7 separate regions of the Mus musculus genome follow, and all the other regions are linked to region 1. A link is a contact called in public promoter capture Hi-C data. All regions are on one chromosome and are shown on one strand. The core of a region is the stretch at or near the end of the contact, and the rest is flanking DNA. Distances in the headings are between cores, read along the strand shown.

Region 1 (2,700 bases), core at 198-2,697:
CAAAGGTTCACAGAAGACCCTCCATCAAGGGGAGGATGTGCAGTAGTTGTATACAAACCGTGAAGTACTGGGATGTGCAGAATGAGAGAGGAAGAAGAAAAGGCGATATGAGTTGAACACCTACTGTATGCCAGGCCCTAAGGTAGGCATTTGAGACATATTAAAACACTTAATGCTTATAAATTCAAACTTGTAAGTGAAAAACTGAACCACAGGAAAAAAAGGAGTAGTTAAAGGCCAGTCAAGTAGGAGAATTGGGATCAAGAACACATCAGACCAGGCATGGTAGTAAGAGCACAGAGCATGGGCTCAATGATTCGGCTTGCCCTCGCCTGGATCAACTCACCCAGGCCCTTTAATCCCTCTCAGCCTCAGTTTCTCTATCGAAATGGGGCTCGGTTCTATCAGAAGTCATGAGACGCTGGACTTGTGCTATGATTGTTGCTGCTCAGGGGTAAGGATTGGAAAGAGGGTGCACAGTGGAACGTGGGCACAGCAGGGAGCCCAGTGGAGGGATATGCGTGAAAGAAGAGAGGAACGGGAGTGTTCCTCTATGCGTCTCCTAGAAAAAACCCAGGCCAGGTCCCAATGCAGCTGGGGCTGGCCAAACACAGGCACGGGGAAAAGCCACAGTAACTCTGCTTTTTCCAGCTCCTGGTTGGGACTAGGCAGGCTCTTGCCTGGGAAGGAGCCAGGAGGAGAAGGCCCCAGCCTGAAGCTGTTAGGTAGGAGCTAAATCCAGGGCCAGATTTCCAGGAGGTGGTGGGGCAAGTGAAAACACCAAGATTTGGGGGTCAGGAGGCCTGGGATCCTGGCAGGAAATGGCCAGGCACTACCTTTGACCTTGGATTCTGAGCTGGGCTCCTCCTCCACAAAATGAAGGGAAGGGTGCTCAGCCCCTACCTTGCAGGGTTGTTTTGAAGCATGTGTTACCACAGGGCTGAGCTTCTGCACCACAAGATCCAGACCTCTTGTCTTTACAGGCAGAGAATGTACAGTCTGTGGAAAGAGAAGGGCAAACCCAGAGCCCTGCCTAGCGGTCTGCTTTAGTGGAATCCTCGGGGACCTGTGACCTTGAAGGCACCTAAACCCCTACATCACCGCAAGGGCAGAAGAGGGCTGGCAGCTCTCACTTTTATTTCCCGTTCTCAAGAGATCCTGTCCACAGAGTTCTGGGGGTCTAAAGACTTAAGAGACATTGTCCCAAACCCTTAAAATGGGGCATGGGTCTGCCTTGGCAGGAAAGGTCCTTCAATCCTAACCAGGAGCAAGAGCCCAGCACGGCCCCTTTAAGAAAGTTGGAGGTGGGAGCAGACAGAGGGAGCCCCCGCCCGAAATCTAAGCGCGGGTCTGGCGCCTGCCCCGCCCCCGGAGTTAAGTACTGGACAGCCCTTGCGCCCTAGCCCGTGCGAGGAGCCCTGCTCCCTCGACTTTGGACTTGAATTGCGACTTGCGACTTGCGACTCGGTGCTGTCCAGATTCAGCACGCTCTGTTCCTTCGCCTTACAAGTCCAGGCACCCAGCCCCGCCGCGATGCTTCTCGGCCCGGGACACCCGCTGTCAGCTCCAGCCCTGGCCTTGGCTCTTACCTTGGCCTTGTTGGTCAGATCTACAGCTCCTGGTGAGTGAGGGACTGAGACCCTGCCCCTGCCTAAAGGATCTATATGGGGACTGCACTCATGGTCCCTGATCAAGAGTCCAAGGGCCTATACTTCTTCCCCAGGCTGAGGGTCTGGAAGGAAAGCTGTGATCTCTGTTAATGGGAACTCCGGGTATCCAAGATTGTCTGGTTTTCCTGACCCTAGAAAGTCAGACTCTGAAAAGGGACCCCTGGAGTCAGATTGCCAAGGGTGTGGCTCTGCCCACCCAGGTTGTCTGGGACACTTAGCCACCTCGATGCTATCCATTCTCTTTGCCATACAGGTTTGAGTGACCACAGTGGCTATCAAAGTATACCCAGAGGCAGCATTAAGTGTGCATCCTGACCACAGATACTCTGAGCCAGAAGTGGGGGTGCTGTGAAGTGAGACTCGGAGAGGAGGCACAATGCCCCACCCTGTGTGTGCCCAGCACACCTCTGCCACGGCCTCCTCTAACTGCCTCTGGCTTCCATACTCTCTTTTTGTTCCCAGGGCTGGCTAGCTGGCTTCTGTCCCTACCTCCATCGGCCCGTATACCTTCTTTCCCTCGTGTCTGCTCTCCTCACTGAGAGGACCTGGCTGGTGACAGACAAGACCACCCACTCTCCAGGGCCCAGAGGCAAGGCTGCCACCCCTCAGATATCTCTCTGATAGCCCTGGGACAAACCAGGCCACACCCCCTGTCTCTAGCTCTGGTGTCTGACCAGCAGAGCCTGAGTGAAGAGCACCTTGGTGGGCATCTTGTCTGTCACAATTGTCACAATCCCAGGAACCCTAGCAGTACAACGCTCTTCCTTTCCTGGAGATGAGGTCTGGTTAGACCATGAGATCTGTGGCCTCGGGGCCCCATCTGTCATTACTACCAATGTATGAATCAGGCAGTCAGCCTACATCTTTCAGGACCATTTCCAAGAGCAACTTAAAGCAGAGAAGGAACTTGAGTCTCCCTTCCAGGGGCCCGGACCACACCCTTCTCCCCGTCAGACGGAGGAGACCAGCTCTAAAGAAGGCTATCACGAGGCACCCAGAAGGGAAGTGAGTCAGGGAAGGACCCCTCACT
Region 2 (2,700 bases), core at 169-2,668, 640 kb after region 1:
TCACACTTGAGGTAAAAATAAAAAATAAAAAGTCCAGCTGCTGCAGCCACACTCCAAGAAGAGATGAGATATAAGCTCGTTGTTCTGAGCTGAGGGGCTGAGAATTGTCACAGATAGCAAAGAGGAAGAGGAGGGCCGGGCAGCTCTCCCCCTAGACTGATGCTGTGCTCATCCAAACACCATCTTGCTGATACTTTGAGAACACCGTTCCTTACAGTCCTCAGTGCGTCTTCCTTCCCGGTGCTTCCCACGTCTGTCTGATTCCCTCCCTGCCTTTCCATGGAAACGGGATTGAATATTGAGGGCGTGGCCCCAGGCCAGGGTCACTCCTTATTAAACAGTCTTGCTTTGATCAGACCTCATCTTTCTACTGCCCACCTCACCTCGCAGCAGAGCCCGAGCCTCTGCTCAGATTCAGTGGAGTTCCCAGAGTTTGCAAGTACCCGCCCCCACACACACACATTCCGCCAAGGCACTCCACCCTGCCTCCCACCTCTTAAAACCTGTCTTCTCTCAGTCTCCTTTTAACAAAAACAACCCTCTGGATTTCTAGAGGCCAAGGCTGACTGGCAAGGAATTCCACCTGGAATTGGAAGTCAGGAATCCGGCGTTAGCTCGGGCTGAGCCACGCTCATAAACATGTATGCAGCTCCAGTAAAGGACTTTCAGGCATGAATATAAGAATTTAACGCCTTGGAAGAAATGGTCTCCTGTTCCCCATTCACTTTAGGCTGGCCCAACGCATCACTTCCTGCATTTCAGAGGTGCATAGGTGCCGGGAGCCTGGAGGTATGATCAGGAGGAGCAAAGCTTAGTGTCTCTCTAAGCAGCTACGCAAGGACCAGGCCACGACGTAGCGGTCCCAGCCCAGGGAAGGCGCTGCGTGCAGCCGCAGCCAACGCCTCCCACTCTCTGCTGACCATGCACTGGCTGCCCTTGACGCAAAAATATAGTAAGAGAACGGGAGGGAGGTCCCTGGAGGGGTGGAGTAGCGAAGCCCCAAAAGGTGGTTTGGAGATCTCTTACCTAGGAGGGGTCTAGGGATGCCCTTGCGCTGGAACCCCGCAGGGCTCAGGGACCAGGCTTGAGTCGGCATTTGAACCTTAAGCATAGTATTTATTTAGGTTGTTCCTGCATAAGGTCTGGTTCAGGGAGAACAGATGGTGACTTCGGAGAACTTCACCTCCCAAATCACCCGTGGCTCTGTGACCCCAGCCGCTGAGCTCCAGCGCTGGATCCCAAAGGCTGGAGGGACTGGGACAAGTCACGCAGAGTTGGGGCGGGTCCTGGGCGAAGGGGCGGGTCCTATCTGGCTCCCAGGCGGAGCTTCTGCTAAAGGCGCGGAGCACAAGGTGCCGAGGGCGCAGAGTAGAACATCACTACCCTGTAGAAGTCTGGGCTGAAGACTGCACGTTCCCAGCCCACCCTCCAACCTTCACTCGGCGCCGGCACCCCAATCCCTGCCAGCTCTCGCCCGGCACGACCCGCGGCCATGCAGCCCCGGGCTTGAGGCGGCCCCATGGCAAAACCTGCGATCCCAGCGACGACGGCGCATGGAGAACTTCCGTAAGGTGCGCTCGGAGGAGGCGCCGGCGGGGGACGGTGATGAGGGTGGCAGCCCGAACTCTGGCCCTTTTGCAGATCTGGCACCCGGTGCTGTACACATGCGGGTCAAGGAGGGCAGCAAGATCCGCAACCTACTGGCCTTCGCCACCGCCAGCATGGCGCAGCCAGCCACGCGCGCCATCGTCTTCAGTGGCTGCGGCCGGGCCACCACCAAGACCGTCACGTGCGCCGAGATTCTCAAGCGCCGCCTGGCGGGCTTACACCAGGTCACGCGGCTGCGCTACCGGAGCGTGCGCGAGGTGTGGCAGAGCCTCCCGCCTGGGCCCACACCGGGTCAGACGCCCAGCGATCCGGCCGCCAGTCTCAGTGTACTTAAGAATGTACCGAGCCTCGCCATCCTACTTTCAAAGGACGCACTGGATCCACGACAACTTGGCTACCAGCCTCCGAACCTCAGTCCTGGTCCTTCGTCCCCTCCTACGGTGTCGACGTCCAAGAGGAGCCTGGGGGAATCTGCTGCTGAAGAAGGCACCGCTAAGCGGTCTCAGCCTGAGCCAGAGGCTGAGAATGAGGACAGGACCGCCTGAGAATTCTCGCCTCTGAGCCACCCAGACCGACTGAATCATATATCTTCAACACTCCTGCATACCTTTCAACACACGCACCTTTCATACCTGGGTTTTAAGGGGCCCATGTTCCTGGACACCGGTCCTCAGAATGACAGCGCGGATCCCAAGGCGACAGGAGAGAGCTCAGGAATGAGAAGAGAGGATCCTTGAAGTCCAAGGAAACTTTGTGGGACATGTTACCAGAAGCCACAGAACACCACCCACACCTTTGCTAGGCCGTCTTTTTTAGGGAAGCATGGTGGGTAGTGGGACTCTTGAGCTTTCTTGGGGACCCAGACGTTAAAAGCACCCAGTATGCATGGATGCTGACAGTTGAGGCTTTAAAAATCATCTTTGCTGTTAACTGAGAGCGGGAGCTACGGAGCTGATTACTTGAGGATGGCCAAGTTGAAAATGTCCGGACCCTATTCTGCACCCCCACACACACACACACCCTAGCAATTCCCTTTTAGCATCCCTCCCCCACCCGCCTTGCATGATGGCTGAGAGGGGACTTAGGACAAAA
Region 3 (2,700 bases), core at 157-2,656, 660 kb after region 1:
TATCAATTTAAAAAGTAACTAAGAGCTGGTGAGCCAGCTCCTTTAATCCCAGCATTCAGGAGGCAGAAGCAGACAGGCCTCTGTGAGTTCAAGGCCTGGCAGGGCTACTATGAAACCTTAGTGTTCTATTGCTGTGAAGAGACCACAGCAACTCTTATAAAAGTAAGCATTTAACTGGGGCTGGCTTACAGTTTTAGAGATCAGTGTCCATTATCATCCAGGCAGAAAGCACGGCAGGAATGGTACTGGAGAAGTAGCTGAGAGTTCTACATTTGAAGGTAGCAGGAAGAGAGAGACTCTGAACCTTGCATGGGCTTTTGAAACCCCAAAGCCCACCCCCAATGACACACTTCTTCCAACAAGGCCACACCTTCTAATCCCTCTCAAATAGTGCCACTCTCTGATGACCAAGCATTCAAATATATGAGACTATGGGAGCCATTCTTATTCAATAACTACCACACCTTATAACCAAAAATAAAATTAAGATAACTAACATATGTCCCATAATTGGCTCAGAGAAGTCAAGATTAGGAAAGCCAATTCATGGATTCATACTCGTTTAATCAAGGTACATTTTTTTCATTTTTCGTTTACTTATTCATCCGTGCCTTCATTTCATTTGTAAAGTTTATTTACATGTATGTGTGTGAGTATATAGCACAGCACAATGTGGGTACTTGTGATGTCCAGAAGAGGGTGTCAGATTCCCTTGGAGCGGGAGTTACAGACAGTTGGGAGCCACCTGATGTGAAGTAAACGTGAGTCCTCTGAGAGCGCAGAAAGTTAATAAACTATTAACTACTGAGCCACAGAAAGCACTTTATCCACTAAACCGTCTATCTTCCTAGACCCTAAACAACGTAATTTTTGAGTCGGTTTCCTAATGGGTAAAAGTAAATAATTGGGCTTTAGTGGGTGGGGGAGGATCATGTGACCCAGGCTGTCCTTGAATCCCCTTTCCCCCTGCCTCCAAAATGTTGATTATTGTCTTGAGTCACTACTCCCAGTATGATTTTTTTTTTTTCTGAGACTCAGGTTGCATAAGAGAGCCTGAAATTCCTAATACTTAGCCTGTAGAGGGCTAGAATTATAGCATACACCAACGCGCGGGGGCAAAGCGGTTATTCTTATTATAGTTTGCCGTTATTATCGCTACAATTCCAAATTGTGATAGTCTCCTCTGTTGGCGATTCCAAATCCACATTGTCCATTGCTCACCCTGCCTTTCCTCCCACGCAGGAATGTTCACTACGGTCACCCGGGTCATCGGACCAGCTTTGGCGCGGCGCCGACGTGGTTTGTCCTCCACGGCCGCCGTAGCCGCCGGCGACCGCATGGCGCCCCACCCGCTTCCGTAGGCGCGAGCTCCGCAGTGGGCCGGCCTTATGCTCCGCCCAGCGTGCGTCGCTGCGTGAGTCCGGCCCCCGCGAACTGCTGTACCGCCCGCGAGCTCACACCGGCTTCTCGTCAGCCTCAGCCAGTGCGCTGTGGTCGCCGTCATGCTCGCCGCTGCCCTCCGTCGCTGTACCGCAGCCGCGGCTGCCCGAGGCCTCCTGCACCCCGCCTCGGCTCCCAGCCCCGCCGCCGGTAAGGTCCGCGCCCGCCACAGCCCTCGCTCGCGTGTCCTTGCTGTGACCTGGGCTCCCGCCGCCACTCGAGGGCAGGCTCCCTGGCGGCCTAGCCTTTGCCCTGCGAGCCGGCATTGGAGCCCGGTGACCGCAGTGCGTCCGCGGCCGTCTGGAGTCGTGTAGGAGACTCCTCCGGGCCTCCCTCCCCGCCACTTCCTGATGCCGAACCCGCGGCCAGTCAGGTGTGTGGACTTGCCGGGGTCGCCGAGGACGAGCTCAGCACTTCCTTTCAGTCTCTGGGCCGTGACCGTTCCCTGCGCTGACCCCGCAGCCACCTGACCGGGAGTGGCCCCCGCCGGCCTGCGGCATCTTGGCGAAGGTGACATTGAGCCTCCGGGCGCGCCGCCCGCCTCTGCGTTTCCTAGAACACAATTTGATTCCCCAGTGGGACACAATACCCTTTTAGCCCTGATCAGGCAATTCTCTGCTGGCATTTTTGTGTCACCTTCATAACTGGGTACGGCCACGTTTGAGGACTGTTGAGCCACATTTTAGCCCTGCGTTTCAAATAGATAATTTAAAGTGTGGTTTCTTGCGGCTTGTAAGAGAGCCTGAACATTGACAAATATTAATGGAAAGAATGATAACGTTTACAAGATTGGGTACCAAATACTGAGGAATACTGGGTGTACAAACATGGGAAAGCTTCGTGGATTCCCCTCCACCCGTTTAAAATGAGAAGCTTCAGTGCTGACTTATGAAGTATTATGTTTGGTTGCTTGTTTCCCCTTCTGTGTGATCAGGAGATTTTGTGTCCCATCACTGTCCACCCCCATTGCTGAGGGGGAACCAAGGGCCCTGCATTGCTAGATAATTGCTCTGCCACTTGGTGTGTTCTCAGACCCTCTCCACTTAGCACGGTACATCTATCTTACTTTTGGTTTTGTTTGGTTGTGGTATGTGTCAGCTGTGTAGCCTGGCTGTCCTGGAACTCTTTGTAAACCAGGCCGGCATCGGCCTAAAATAAATAGGAGTATTTTATTTTAGAAACAGGGCCTCTATAGCCCAGACTAGACTAGAACTCAGAATGGTACTAAAAGGGCTATCGAGGAACTTATTGCATTCCTCT
Region 4 (2,700 bases), core at 95-2,594, 740 kb after region 1:
CTAGTTAATCCCCTCAGACTAGCAGGCTTAGCTTTTGCCACAACCCACCACCGTGTCCATCCTCTGTGTTCTCCACTCCTGCCAATAGAGAGAGCTGAGTGGGAGGGAGTCTTGTTCTGTCTGAGTCTCTCTCTGAAGATCCTTCGCAATCTCTGACTCAAGTCTCTCTTTGCTTCTCTGACAGGCTGTGTGGAAGGGGCGGTGGGGTTATGTGTGCAGGGGTGTGTGTGGGACAGTCTGGACTTGATCCTAACCTGCTATTTTTGGTATGCCACATTCCTTCCACTTCTGTAAAGTGAGAAAACTTGCAACTCATAAAACAACCGGTACTAAGTTGAGTGACAATAGCTGACATGTCATGAAGATTTGCCACGTGCCAGGCGCTATACTAAAGGGTTAACATGCATTAAGTCATTCAGTCCTCACAGACGTATAGAGCACGTATTGTGATTACCACTTCCAATTTTCCAGAAGGAGAAAGGAAATCACAGAAATGTTAAATGACTTTTCTAAAGTTACTCAGCTAATAAGCAAAGTGAGGATCAGAACCAAGCAACCTCCCCGCAATGTTCAGACCGTCGCTCTCTCTATCTCCACTCTGCCCTAGAACTCTTGCATAGAGTAGGCTCAGTATCTCTGAATACCCCCATCGTGGATCTGTCCCCATGACGCTGAGCCCTGCCAGATGAAAAGTACTTTTCTTACAGCCTCAGGCTCAGAGGAGCCCCAGTTGGAATACATGCGGTTAAGACCAGATCGGATTAAGGGATTACCTATTTCATCAGAGATGCACGTGCACCCTCCCCCACCGCACCCCTACCCCTGCCACACTCTTCACCCTTTCCCCAACCCCCTCTAAGCCAGAGGATGAAGCTGGAACAGGGTCCTGGATTTGAAACGGGATGGCTATAAAATCAGCTCAGAGAGCACCTCTTGCTCTCTTACTATATTTAGGAGAAGTAGAGGGGATCTCTGAGAGGTGGGTGTAGCAGCGTGAGGGTATTTGAGTGAGGGTCACATGAGCGAAGAAGAAATTCCACTTACTTCTCCTCCACCAGTTGCTTCTGATACTCCTCGTACTCTTCTCGGCTCATGCCCTGTGCTTCGGCTGCAGACTTGTCTCCGTCCCCCTTGTCCTCGCCGCCCCCCAGGCTCCCTGTGAGGTTCTTCAGTTGGCCACCCACCATGGACTTCACCATGAACGCCATGGTCTTTTCTGACCACCGCACCAGGCGCCTGGTTCGTCAGCGCCTACTTCAGCACTAAGTCCCGGGGACAGCTCCGGTTGCGAGCTCGCGCCCCACGCTTTGAGCACTGGTCCCTACCTTCCCAAAACCCTCCTCACAGAGGGGGGAGGGTGCGGGGGGGCATGCACGGGGCTGAGAAGCCTGAACCACGTGCCTGCTCCTCACTCCCGCCTTTCCCACGTGCCTTCTTTAGCGCCAGCAAAGCACTGCTGGCTACTGCTGACAGCTGATTAGGGCTTGTGGTGGCGGGGTCCCTGCCCTGGGAGAAGGGGCTGCGCTGAAGTGTGCCTTGGTTCCTGCTTCCTACCCTCCAATGACCTCTTCTCCTGGGTCATCGAGAACCAGGACTTCATCTTGGAGTGCCCGGTAGCAGCAAGGGGCAAACACCCCCACCCTTATGTACCATTCCATCCTCCTCCTCCCCCCACCTCCACTCTACTGACCCTAGCATCTACCTCAAAGTGCTCAAGGCCAGGAAGTGGGGGAGACCTCAGAAGCGCAAGCAGGAATCCCAGTTATATGGTTCGGTGAGTTTGTGCTCAGTTCCTTTGTCACGTGTCTGCCCTGCTGTCCCTAGAGCCTCAGGGAAGGGGAGTATTGTTTGAGGGCACTGAAAAGATGAGCCAGAAGGAAACACAGGGACTTGTCCTTGTCCTTGGTGAGTTTAGGGACAGAATTTTGCACAGTTATCTCCCTTTGCTTCAGTAGTTCAGAGGGAAAGGGTGTGGGGGTATCTGGCTCTTGGCCTCCTTGCCTGCTTGCCTGTTTGCTTTCCTGATGCCCACACAGAGAAGGTAGAAGCTATCAGAGGCTATGTGAGGCTGGGAGATAAATGAGGCTATCAAAACAGCAAGAGGAAAATCACCTTTAATATGATGGACTTGCCAAAAACTGAGATGTGGGCACTGGCTAAATCCTCTATCCCCCATTTTTTTTCCCCAGTAAGACATGGCTTTGAGCTGGGTCAGGCTTGCATGCTGGGGGAGATGGGCTGTCTCCTCAGAACCCCTATCGTCCTGGTGATGGGTAATGCAGGCTCTAGAGAAAGGCTTCCTGTGGACAGGTACTCCTGAAGCCTCTTGTCCAGCTCCTGCCTGCTGTGAGAGAGAAAAGGTTACTTGAGTCTCCCTTCTGAGACCAAGTATTCACACTTGTCTCACAAGACTCAGTGTATGACAGGCTGCCACATTCTGGGACCTTCTGTGTCTCCCTTGATGTCCCATGAAGTCCCCATTTCACCCCGGCATTTGAAGTCTACCTGGGTGGTTTAGTGCCAGAGTTGCACTTCTAGGTATAGGTTTTCTTCTTTGGTTTTTGTTTTTGACAAGATCTCATTGTGTAGCCAGCCCAGGTTGGTCCAGATTTCGGCATCCCTCTACCTCAGCCTTCCAAGAGTTGAGATTAGAGACATTTATTTCTAATCCAGAGCATCGAGATTCCTTGCCCAATCTTG
Region 5 (2,700 bases), core at 162-2,661, 780 kb before region 1:
TTTTCCCTTTCTTCTTTTGATGTGGCTGCATCTGGAGGTGTAGACTCTGGGGGTGGGGTGGGGGCTGGACTCACCCAGCAGACTGAAGGGAAGAGATTCCTGGAGAGGTCAGCAGGGACCCCAGCTTGGGCTTTTCCTGTCAGTTAAAACAAGGCTCCTGGTAACAAAGGACTCTGGTCTGCTTTCTGATTTCAAGGTTTCATCCCATTTTACAGATGGAGATGTTGAGTTGGCCAATCTGTAACAATAAAAGTAGCTTCAGCAGAGGGCCTGTAGGGTTAAGGTAACTTACACCACGTGGTTATGAGTGACTGGTGTTCTTCTAAAGGATCAGAGTTCGATTCCTAGCACCTACATTAGGCAGCTCCAAAGGATTGGATGCCCTCCTCTAGCCTCTACAGGCATCTGTACATACCTAGCACACACACATATCACGCAAATAAAAATTAGAAATGAATCTCTTTTTAAAAGATGCTCATTAGCTCAAGCCCCGGGATTCTAGAGAGAAGGGCTTCCAGCAGCAGGCCTGCTGTGCTTCTTCTTGGGGGTGTTTAGGGAAGCCTGGGTGTGCCTCTCTTTAAGCCCTGGCACGTGTAACCCACACTTGGGAACTCAGCTGTCTGATCAACCCAGTTGGTCCTAAGGTAAGCCTCGGTAAGGGTGGTGATTTGTGGACAGTCTCTGACTCATTCTTTTCACCAGCCCACCCCGGGCTCAGGACTCCAGAGGCCTCTTCTGCTGAGTGGGCAAACCCTGTCTGGAAAGGGTTCCCCAGGACCTGCTTGCCCTACAAAGAGAAATTCCAGAGGCATTCTTGATACGAAACACTTTCCCAGAGACTGGAAGTGACAGATGGGGAGGCTGAGGCTCTGAGTTAGGTCAATCAAGGTCCGTCCACTAGTGAAGGGCAGAATCCAAACTAAACAAAAGCTGAGCCTGAGTCTCCAGACTCCTGTCTCCCTCTATCACAGTTATGAACTGAAGATGGAATGGGTGAAGATTTGCACGGGGTCAAGGACCCGTGCCTCATCACACTGAGGTCCCTTAGCTAGTTACCTTCTCAAAACAAGTCTCCACTCTCATAGCCCCGGGACCAGGACCGCAATTGAGTCCGCCCCGTGCTGTGAGCAACTTGAGGGTAGGACCTAGTCTAGGGCATGAACTGCTAAAGTTGGAATGAATGGTGGACGTCCTTTTCCGGGGTGAGACCCTAAGAACCTAACCTCTTGGGGCCGGCGAGAGTAACAGTCATGAGATTCCTAACTTGTTAGTTCTAAAGCTAAACTGGGCCAGGACTTGAGCAGGCAGCAGGGTGGCAGGTGGCAGGCGGGGCTGGGGCTGTGCAGGAGAAACTCAGCAGCTCAACTTCCTGTGGGTTAGAGCCCTGCGCCTGCCCTGGGGGAGGTTGCACAAACCTTCCTGTGCCGGCCTCAGGCTGCCTGCCTGCCTGCCTGGCCTGTGCACATCCTTCCTCTCTCCCAGCCTCTGCCTGCCACCTGGGCTGCCTGCCCTGGGCCTCAGCCTGCGTCCTCCTCCATCAGTGGGGCTGGCGAGAGCCTAGGCTGGAAATCGTGGCCCACCCTTCCATCACTGGGCAGGGCTCCTTCCTCATTTCGCTGCTGATTCTAGCCCCAAACAAAACAGGTTGAGCCTTTTTCCTCCTCCGGCAGTTGCCTCTGGCTTGTGGCTGCCTTCTGAGCGTTTCAGACGGCGCCGGCTGGGAGTGGGAGGGAGGGCCTGGGCTAGCCGCGCTGGGACTGGGACGTGCTCCTGGCTCCTGGCCCATGTTCAGCCCTGCTTGAAGCAGGAGTGCTAGCATTTGACACAACAGACGCCCTTGGAGGATGATGGCCCAGCTGCAGTTCCGAGATGCCTTCTGGGTGAGTGGAGTCGACTGGGGGCGGTGAGCTTGCCGAACAGGTCCAGCCAGGCAGGAATCACCTTGGAGACTGACATAGGGGTACAGTTTCCCCATAAAAATTGTGCCTTGACTTTGGTCTTAATTATCATGGAGGTGGCCTGGGCCACAGTCTCTACTGACATGAAAGGCAAAAGAGGGGCCCTGGCTAAGATAATGAATTTCTCTCACAGACATCACCCCCACAGCCAGAGGGATGGCCTCAGGCTGTTTCTCCTCAGGGGCATGCTGCCCCAGCGGCAGAGCTCACCAGGACAGCCTAATGGAGGATTTGAGGAGGATACATAGGGAGGAGTGTACAAGGGAGAAGTCAGCAGCCCAGACACCAGACCAACTTTAGTTTGGTTCGGGTCTCAGCTTTGTAAGGGCTGGGTCGGTTGCTGTTTCTCTCTGGGCCTCAGTTTCTACATCTGTATAATGGAGATAAGTACAGATATTTGACAACTGAAGGTGATCCAATGCAGTAAAGCCCTGGTGCCTTGCCAGAGTTAAAACTCTTTCACCCAGTCTCTGATCTCTGCATACCTCAGGTTCATGAACAAGGCAGCTGGGCTAGGCAACTTCCTGCCTGCTGTTTCAAATTCAGGGCAGGTGTAAAACAAATCTTTTTGCCGGTGAGATGAGGAAACCTAGCCAGGAGGGCAGTAGAGGCCACAGCGCTTGCCCAGCTCTCCTGCTTTTCCACTTTTCCCTCAGCTTCCCCTAGTCTCCTCCACCCCTGACTGTCCCTTGGAGACACAAGGCTGAGACCTTTTGGTTAAAGCTGGGGATGTCTTTCTCCT
Region 6 (2,700 bases), core at 118-2,617, 700 kb before region 1:
GTATGCTCAGTGGGACTGTTCAAAGACTATCCTGAGTACTGTGGACAGGGAAAACTGCCCATGGCAAATGTTTATAACAAACCTGGGAAAAAGGAAACTTGATCCCAGCCTGAGAACCTGAGGGTCAGTTGGGTCCCAAATCACCAGTAGTGTGCCCATAATTAATAATTTATCAGAAAACACCCAACAGTAGTGTGTGGGTCATACTGCAGTACACTACCAGACTTTAAGTAAGAGTACCAAAGTAAAAAGGTTGAACTGTTCTAATATTAAGCTGTTCTTTTTTTTTTTTTTAAGAAACAAAAAAAGATGTGATAGACGACATTTTTGATAGTTTTTTTTCCTGGTGCAAAGTCCAGAAGGATTCAAGACGGAGGAGAGGGCCAAAGAACAACAGGTTAGTAAAAAGTCCCAGGTGAGATAATGACCTGACTCAAGACAGGTCGGTTATAAGCACTTTCTCTGGGGCCAGGTTTCCCGAGCCCCTCCAAAGAGCAACCTTTTATAGAAGTGAATTGGTTGCTTTAAAAATCTCCTGGCAGCTGATACATTTAAAAGGGTTTATAACCTCAGGCTACCCATCCCCACAACAGCGATTTTCTTGATCAAAGAAATGCTCTGCTGTTTCACGCTGAATCCTTTCCGTTTTCTGGGCTGCTTACCAGCCAACCAACTCTATACAAAGAGCTCTAAGCCGAAATTCCTGGCCCGGGACTCGACAGGCGTCCCCACGTAGCTGCTACATGACCTGGGGACAGCCGCTGGCTCTGCGAGGACTCAGACAAAGACAGCGGACCCGACTCACAGGGGAGTATCCCATTTCGGGCCTGGCGTCCCGACAGACTCAGCCCTGAGAACAGAGCGACCCGCAGGCTCACGCCGCGGCGACCCGCGTAACCCTGGCACCGTGCCAGCGGACCGGAGGCCCCCCGGGACCTCCGGTCGGCACCGTCCTGGCCTCTGCTGGGCCCTGGAAGGACCTCACCAAGAGCTCCGAGGCCGCAGGGCCCGGGCGACCCCTCGGCCGGCTCCCGCGCCCGCCTGGTCCCCACGCGCCGCACAGAGGCCTCCCCTGTCCGGTCTCCCCGCCAGCTCACCCAGAAGATGAGGTTGAGGAAGACCAGCACGGTCTTAGAGGAGGTGATGCCGCATTGGCCCATGGTGCCGGCGGCCGGCGGAGGCCCGGCTGGGCGAGCGGAGCGGCGCTCACCGAGCGAGAAGGCAATGGCGCCGGCGGCTCTGCTGAGAACTGCTGGGCCCGAGCCGCGTTCCCGCAGACCCCCGCGCCGCCCCAGCAAGCACCTCGCAGCTGCGTGCAGCCCGCCGCAGGCCCCCTAGGCCGTTCCCAGGCAACTAAGTCCCGCGTCTGCGGCCGCTTCTGCCAATCAGCGCCGCGGAGAACGAGGTGGCCTCGCCTCTTAAAGGAGCCGACGCCTCCGCGCCTTTTCTTCTGGCCTCTGACCGTCCTTGAGTGTAGAATCCTCTTCTGGGGAATTTCTAGTGGGACAAACACGTTCCCCGTCTTATTGAGTTACTTTTACAAGACCAAATGACTGGAAGACCACAGAATTCTGTTCTGTTAACTACTCTTCCCTAGAAAGACCCACCTCACATGAGGATTTTCGTGACTGCATGATACCTAAGCAGCACCCCATATAAGTTGGGAAGAAATACGGTGGACATCAACACACGATTATGAAGAATTTAGTATGCCAGAAGCTCTGCTAGCTCTGATAAAAAAAAATCATCAGGAAAGGAGAAAACACTGGCGCACTAGCAAAGCAGAGATGGTTGGGCAAGGCAGCCACCCTTTCAGCTCTATTCTTTGGACTGAGATTTGCAATTACAGATACATCTTCATACATGTTGACATGTGCGCTCTTTCCTGTAATCTTAAATGAATGGTAGCAATTAGCACCTTAAAAATAAAAACGGAGTGTGTGTCTGTGTGTGTGTGTCTGTGTGAGCATGTGCGTGTGCACCCACAAACATCCCACAGCACAGAAGTAAAGGTCAGAAGACAACTTTGGGAGTCAGTTCTTTACTTCCACCCTGTGGGTCCCAGGTCATCAGCTTTGGTGGCAATGTGACCTCCGCTCTGCTGGCTGCATGCATATTAGCTTCTTTTAACTATTAGTTCATTCATGCCACTACCCCTCCCCCAGCTTCAGATGACTGTCAGACTAATTTTACTGGTAGGGTAATTAAGGGTTAGAAAGGATGCCAAACTTGCCTGCAGCCACACATAGAAGAGTGATCTAATGCAGAAGCCACCTCAGCCACACACAGTACTTCTGCCACTGTCCTGCACTCTCCCTTACTCGGGACCTCTTTACCTGTCCTCAAACATCTCTTTTTCCTGTAGCCTCCCTGGTTCATCATCTTCCCTGGGCATTCACAGAAATACCCAAGCACCTCAGCATCCTATTCATCTGTATCAAGCAATGTCCATGTTATCAAAGACCCACTCATGTTCCCAAGACCTCACTCTGCACCTATTCTAGGTGATGGCATTCCACCATGAGGAAGAAGACAATGCTTGCCCATGTGGGGTTTTCATTCCAGTAGAAGAGGGTAGATATACCATGAGCAAAGAGGCAAGCAGACATGAGACGCGATGGTTGGGTCAGACCTAGAACACTGTACTGAGTGACAGGTGCAGCTAAATCCATTCTCAGGGAGAGATATAAATAACATCCA
Region 7 (2,700 bases), core at 107-2,606, 620 kb before region 1:
AGATAAGCACCAACCCCCCTTATGCTATTCCAGGTTTTCCTTTTCAGAAGGAAAGAAACTGTGATACTCGAGGGAGGGAGATCACCCAGAAGTCACTGGGAATTGCAGTGAAGAAAGTAGAGACCTGAGGAAGCTCTGCAGACACTTCTGAAACAATCCTGTTTAGTCTCTTTGCATGTTCTCACTATCACAGGTCTGTGACACAGGCTGTCAGCCCCTGCTCAAACACCTCCAACCATAAGACTCATACTACGAGTCTGCTGATACAGGTCAGAAATCCCACCCTTCACATTATTCAATCCTGTGTATATTTTGCCCTGAAATACTCCTTCAGTTTGTCCACTGTTCTTTCTCCCTACCTTGACTGAGGTCCCCCTCATCCTGTCATGTAGTCCTGCAGTACCTGCTACCAAACACCACAGCCTATGTGAACCCATTCTGATTCATGTCATTCTGTCTTCTCGAAGCCCTTTTATGGGTCACTATCACAAATAACAAAAGGTCTAAGATTTTAACCTGAAATACATCTTATCTAATGCTCCACATTGCAGCAACCTCAATGGCTGTGGCACCAAGCTATTCTGTATCTCCATCTTCTTGTTCACTTGTTGCCTCTGTCTGGAACATTCTTTCTTCTCTTTGACAGTGAGTTAAATCAGCTCAGGAATGATTTCCGGGAAGGCTTCTTTTGACATTCTTCTTTGTGTAACATGGAAATATTCCATGTGTGTTTCCGCAATTGTATTTATCACATTATACTGAATACACGCTCCCTTCTTCTCTTCAGGTTGAATCCTTCAAGGCAAGGTCTACATCAGCACAAGGCACAGGGCTCATGGGGCAGGCATTTAAAATAAGCCTAGGACCGGGCGTGGTGGTGTATACCTTTAATCCCAGCACTCAGGAGGCAGAGGCAGGCAGATTTCTGAGTTCAAGGCCAGCCTGGTCTACAAAGTGAGTTCCAGGACAGCCAGGGCTACACAGAGAAACCCTGTCTCAAAAAACCAAAAAAACAAAAAACAAACAAACAAACAAACAAACAAAAAAACCCAAAAAAAGCCTAGTAAAACCTGAATGTTATGTTTTGAAACAAATGTAGATTTATAACTCTAATGGTGTTACTGTACATAAAGACGCGGCTTAGGTACTATCTATATAACCTTTGTACTTACCTAGGTTGCTGTAGGTTGCACTGCAGGGACTCACGTCAGTAGGATCCAAAGTGTCATCTTTTTCTTCTTCCCTTTCCAGGTCAGGTGGAGGCAGTGTTGGTGTGACTGAAGTGCCATCTTGCTTCCCAGCAGGAGTTCTTGGATCCCGAGGAGAAAGTTCTCCTGCCACTTCATGGGTCACACGACTGAAACAAATAAGACAGTCCATCAAATTTGTATTCAAAAGTTCTATTAACATTTAGATTTATAGAGCAGGGTGTGGTGGCACAGGTCTTTAATCCCAGCACTTGGGAGGCAGATGCAGGTGTATAGCTTGGTGAGTTCCAGGCCAGCTTGGTTTATATAGTAAGTTCCAGGATAGTCAGAGCTAACTAGAAAGGATCTGAGACCTTCATACCTGGTCATTAAACCTACATGTTTGCTTGTTTTTCTTTTTTAAAGGAAGAATAGGTAACAATAAAATCGAATGAATGCTTAACTGATTAAAGGGAAAGACTCAAGACTTTTGTAAATCAGTTGCTGTATTTACGGTATTTACTATATTCCCTAATAGTACTCTACTACTATAGTAAGTACCACACGTTGCTTTACTTAGCACATAGTATGTGCTACATGTTAAAATATTTACTGAGGTATTTAGAAAGAACTAGGAGTAAAATTGTGATTATATTATGTGATGAAAGGATAAGTTAATGCCAGGTAGACAGAAGGGTCAGTTCTCATCTACATGGTACAGGAGGAAGGGAAATGGAAAAGAAAGCTTAACTCTTTAGCTGACTCTCCTCGAGGAAAACGAGTCTGGAGCATCCTGCTGGTCACGAGGCAGTTAAAGGTCAAGCTTTCTTTTTTCTGCCACTGCCAGCTCACTTACTTTTAGCTTTCTCTTCCCAGTCTCCCCACTCCCGATGAAAACTGTCAACTCTATGGTTATGAAGTACAAGATGATCAAATGGTCACTAACTGCTGGAGAATAAGATGGCCAAGTTGGCCAATCGCAAGTTGCTGGCCAATGAAATATATTCAAGAAGTGTTCTGAGACCATCAAATCCCACCATATTCTTTCTGATTTCCTTCTGGACAAAGAGAAACGAGGATAAGAAACTTTTTGGGGGGTGGGGCGGGGTTGGGGTCCATTCATGGATGTCTGTCTTCAGGACAGAGGATGACACCAACAGTTCTCAATGACTGCTCCTGCTCTTTTGAAGCAGGTTCTCTCCCTGAACCTATGCCTCACGGATGGCCTAGACCGGATGTCCTTCTAGGAACCCACTACATCTGACTGTGGAGGTAGAACGCTGAAGCTTTCACACTCTTTCCTCTCAAAGAAGAAAGGCCATTTTAGTTACACAAAACGTGCTGCCTTGAAACTAGAAGTAGTTTACATTAACTTTCACCCAGCAAAGAGAACTTACTTTTTCCTTCAGTATGTGTATAACTGCTCAGTAGTGTGCCCCTCTGCCTCCCGCAGTGGCTTGGAAGTGTCACTTCACTTTGGCTGTATGGAGGTGAGGGGCCAAGCTCCTTGTTA

What was found. Promoter capture Hi-C pulls out the DNA fragments that hold promoters and counts their contacts.
Region 2: a promoter capture Hi-C map of hippocampal neurons shows a contact between it and region 1, with 2.8 times the contacts expected there. The contact joins the promoter of Rpp25 here to the promoter of Cspg4 in region 1. A contact is called at or near these places in 2 of 39 promoter capture datasets (3T3-L1-derived adipocytes and hippocampal neurons) and 1 of 115 datasets of contacts at active chromatin or transcription factors (pancreatic cancer cells).
Region 3: a promoter capture Hi-C map of stem cell-derived epiblast-like cells shows a contact between it and region 1, with 4 times the contacts expected there. The contact joins the promoter of Cox5a here to the promoter of Cspg4 in region 1. A contact is called at or near these places in 2 of 39 promoter capture datasets (hippocampal neurons and stem cell-derived epiblast-like cells).
Region 4: a contact with region 1 is called in a promoter capture Hi-C map of stem cell-derived epiblast-like cells, with 6 times the contacts expected there. The contact joins the promoter of Cplx3 here to the promoter of Cspg4 in region 1. A contact is called at or near these places in 5 of 39 promoter capture datasets (embryonic stem cells, hippocampal neurons, liver and 2 more).
Region 5: a promoter capture Hi-C map of embryonic stem cells shows a contact between it and region 1, with 2.7 times the contacts expected there. The contact joins the promoter of Pstpip1 here to the promoter of Cspg4 in region 1. A contact is called at or near these places in 3 of 39 promoter capture datasets (embryonic stem cells, hippocampal neurons and stem cell-derived epiblast-like cells) and 1 of 115 datasets of contacts at active chromatin or transcription factors (the NIH/3T3 cell line).
Region 6: a promoter capture Hi-C map of embryonic stem cells shows a contact between it and region 1, with 4 times the contacts expected there. The contact joins the promoter of Tspan3 here to the promoter of Cspg4 in region 1. A contact is called at or near these places in 11 of 39 promoter capture datasets (3T3-L1-derived adipocytes, the C10 cell line, the HPC-7 cell line and 6 more) and 2 of 115 datasets of contacts at active chromatin or transcription factors (astrocytes and embryonic stem cells).
Region 7: a contact with region 1 is called in a promoter capture Hi-C map of hippocampal neurons, with 9 times the contacts expected there. The contact joins the promoter of Peak1os here to the promoter of Cspg4 in region 1. A contact is called at or near these places in 7 of 39 promoter capture datasets (the C10 cell line, cranial neural crest, embryonic stem cells and 4 more), 3 of 115 datasets of contacts at active chromatin or transcription factors (embryonic forebrain, embryonic midbrain and forebrain) and 1 of 9 other capture datasets (embryonic stem cells).

The regions. Positions count from the first base shown.
Region 1 is chr9:56,863,657-56,866,356 of GRCm38.p6, forward strand. It overlaps Cspg4 (chondroitin sulfate proteoglycan 4), which reads left to right and starts at 1,448. Exons shown (of 10, transcript NM_139001.2): 1 at 1,448-1,621. The coding sequence starts at 1,534.
Region 2 is chr9:57,502,684-57,505,383 of GRCm38.p6, forward strand. Rpp25 (ribonuclease P/MRP 25 subunit) reads left to right here and starts at 1,419. Exons shown (of 1, transcript NM_133982.1): 1 at 1,419-2,700. The coding sequence starts at 1,554. The coding sequence ends at 2,153.
Region 3 is chr9:57,519,826-57,522,525 of GRCm38.p6, forward strand. It overlaps Cox5a (cytochrome c oxidase subunit 5A), which reads left to right and starts at 1,407. Exons shown (of 5, transcript NM_007747.2): 1 at 1,407-1,590. The coding sequence starts at 1,503.
Region 4 is chr9:57,604,937-57,607,636 of GRCm38.p6, forward strand. It overlaps Cplx3 (complexin 3), which reads right to left and starts at 1,345. Exons shown (of 3, transcript NM_146223.3): 1 at 1,045-1,345. The coding sequence starts at 1,208. Lman1l (lectin, mannose-binding 1 like) reads right to left here. Exons shown (of 13, transcript NM_199222.3): 13 at 2,097-2,344. The coding sequence ends at 2,212. It overlaps Gm32392 (a long non-coding RNA gene), which reads left to right and starts at 1,495. Exons shown (of 3, transcript XR_003948333.1): 1 at 1,495-1,774.
Region 5 is chr9:56,088,565-56,091,264 of GRCm38.p6, forward strand. Pstpip1 (proline-serine-threonine phosphatase-interacting protein 1) reads left to right here and starts at 1,412. Exons shown (of 15, transcript NM_011193.3): 1 at 1,412-1,880. The coding sequence starts at 1,845.
Region 6 is chr9:56,159,703-56,162,402 of GRCm38.p6, forward strand. It overlaps Tspan3 (tetraspanin 3), which reads right to left and starts at 1,368. Exons shown (of 7, transcript NM_019793.3): 1 at 1,098-1,368. The coding sequence starts at 1,160.
Region 7 is chr9:56,239,988-56,242,687 of GRCm38.p6, forward strand. It overlaps Peak1os (a long non-coding RNA gene), which reads left to right and starts at 1,357. Exons shown (of 6, transcript XR_003948326.1): 1 at 1,357-2,700. It overlaps Peak1 (pseudopodium-enriched atypical kinase 1), which reads right to left. Exons shown (of 7, transcript NM_172924.3): 5 at 1,173-1,357.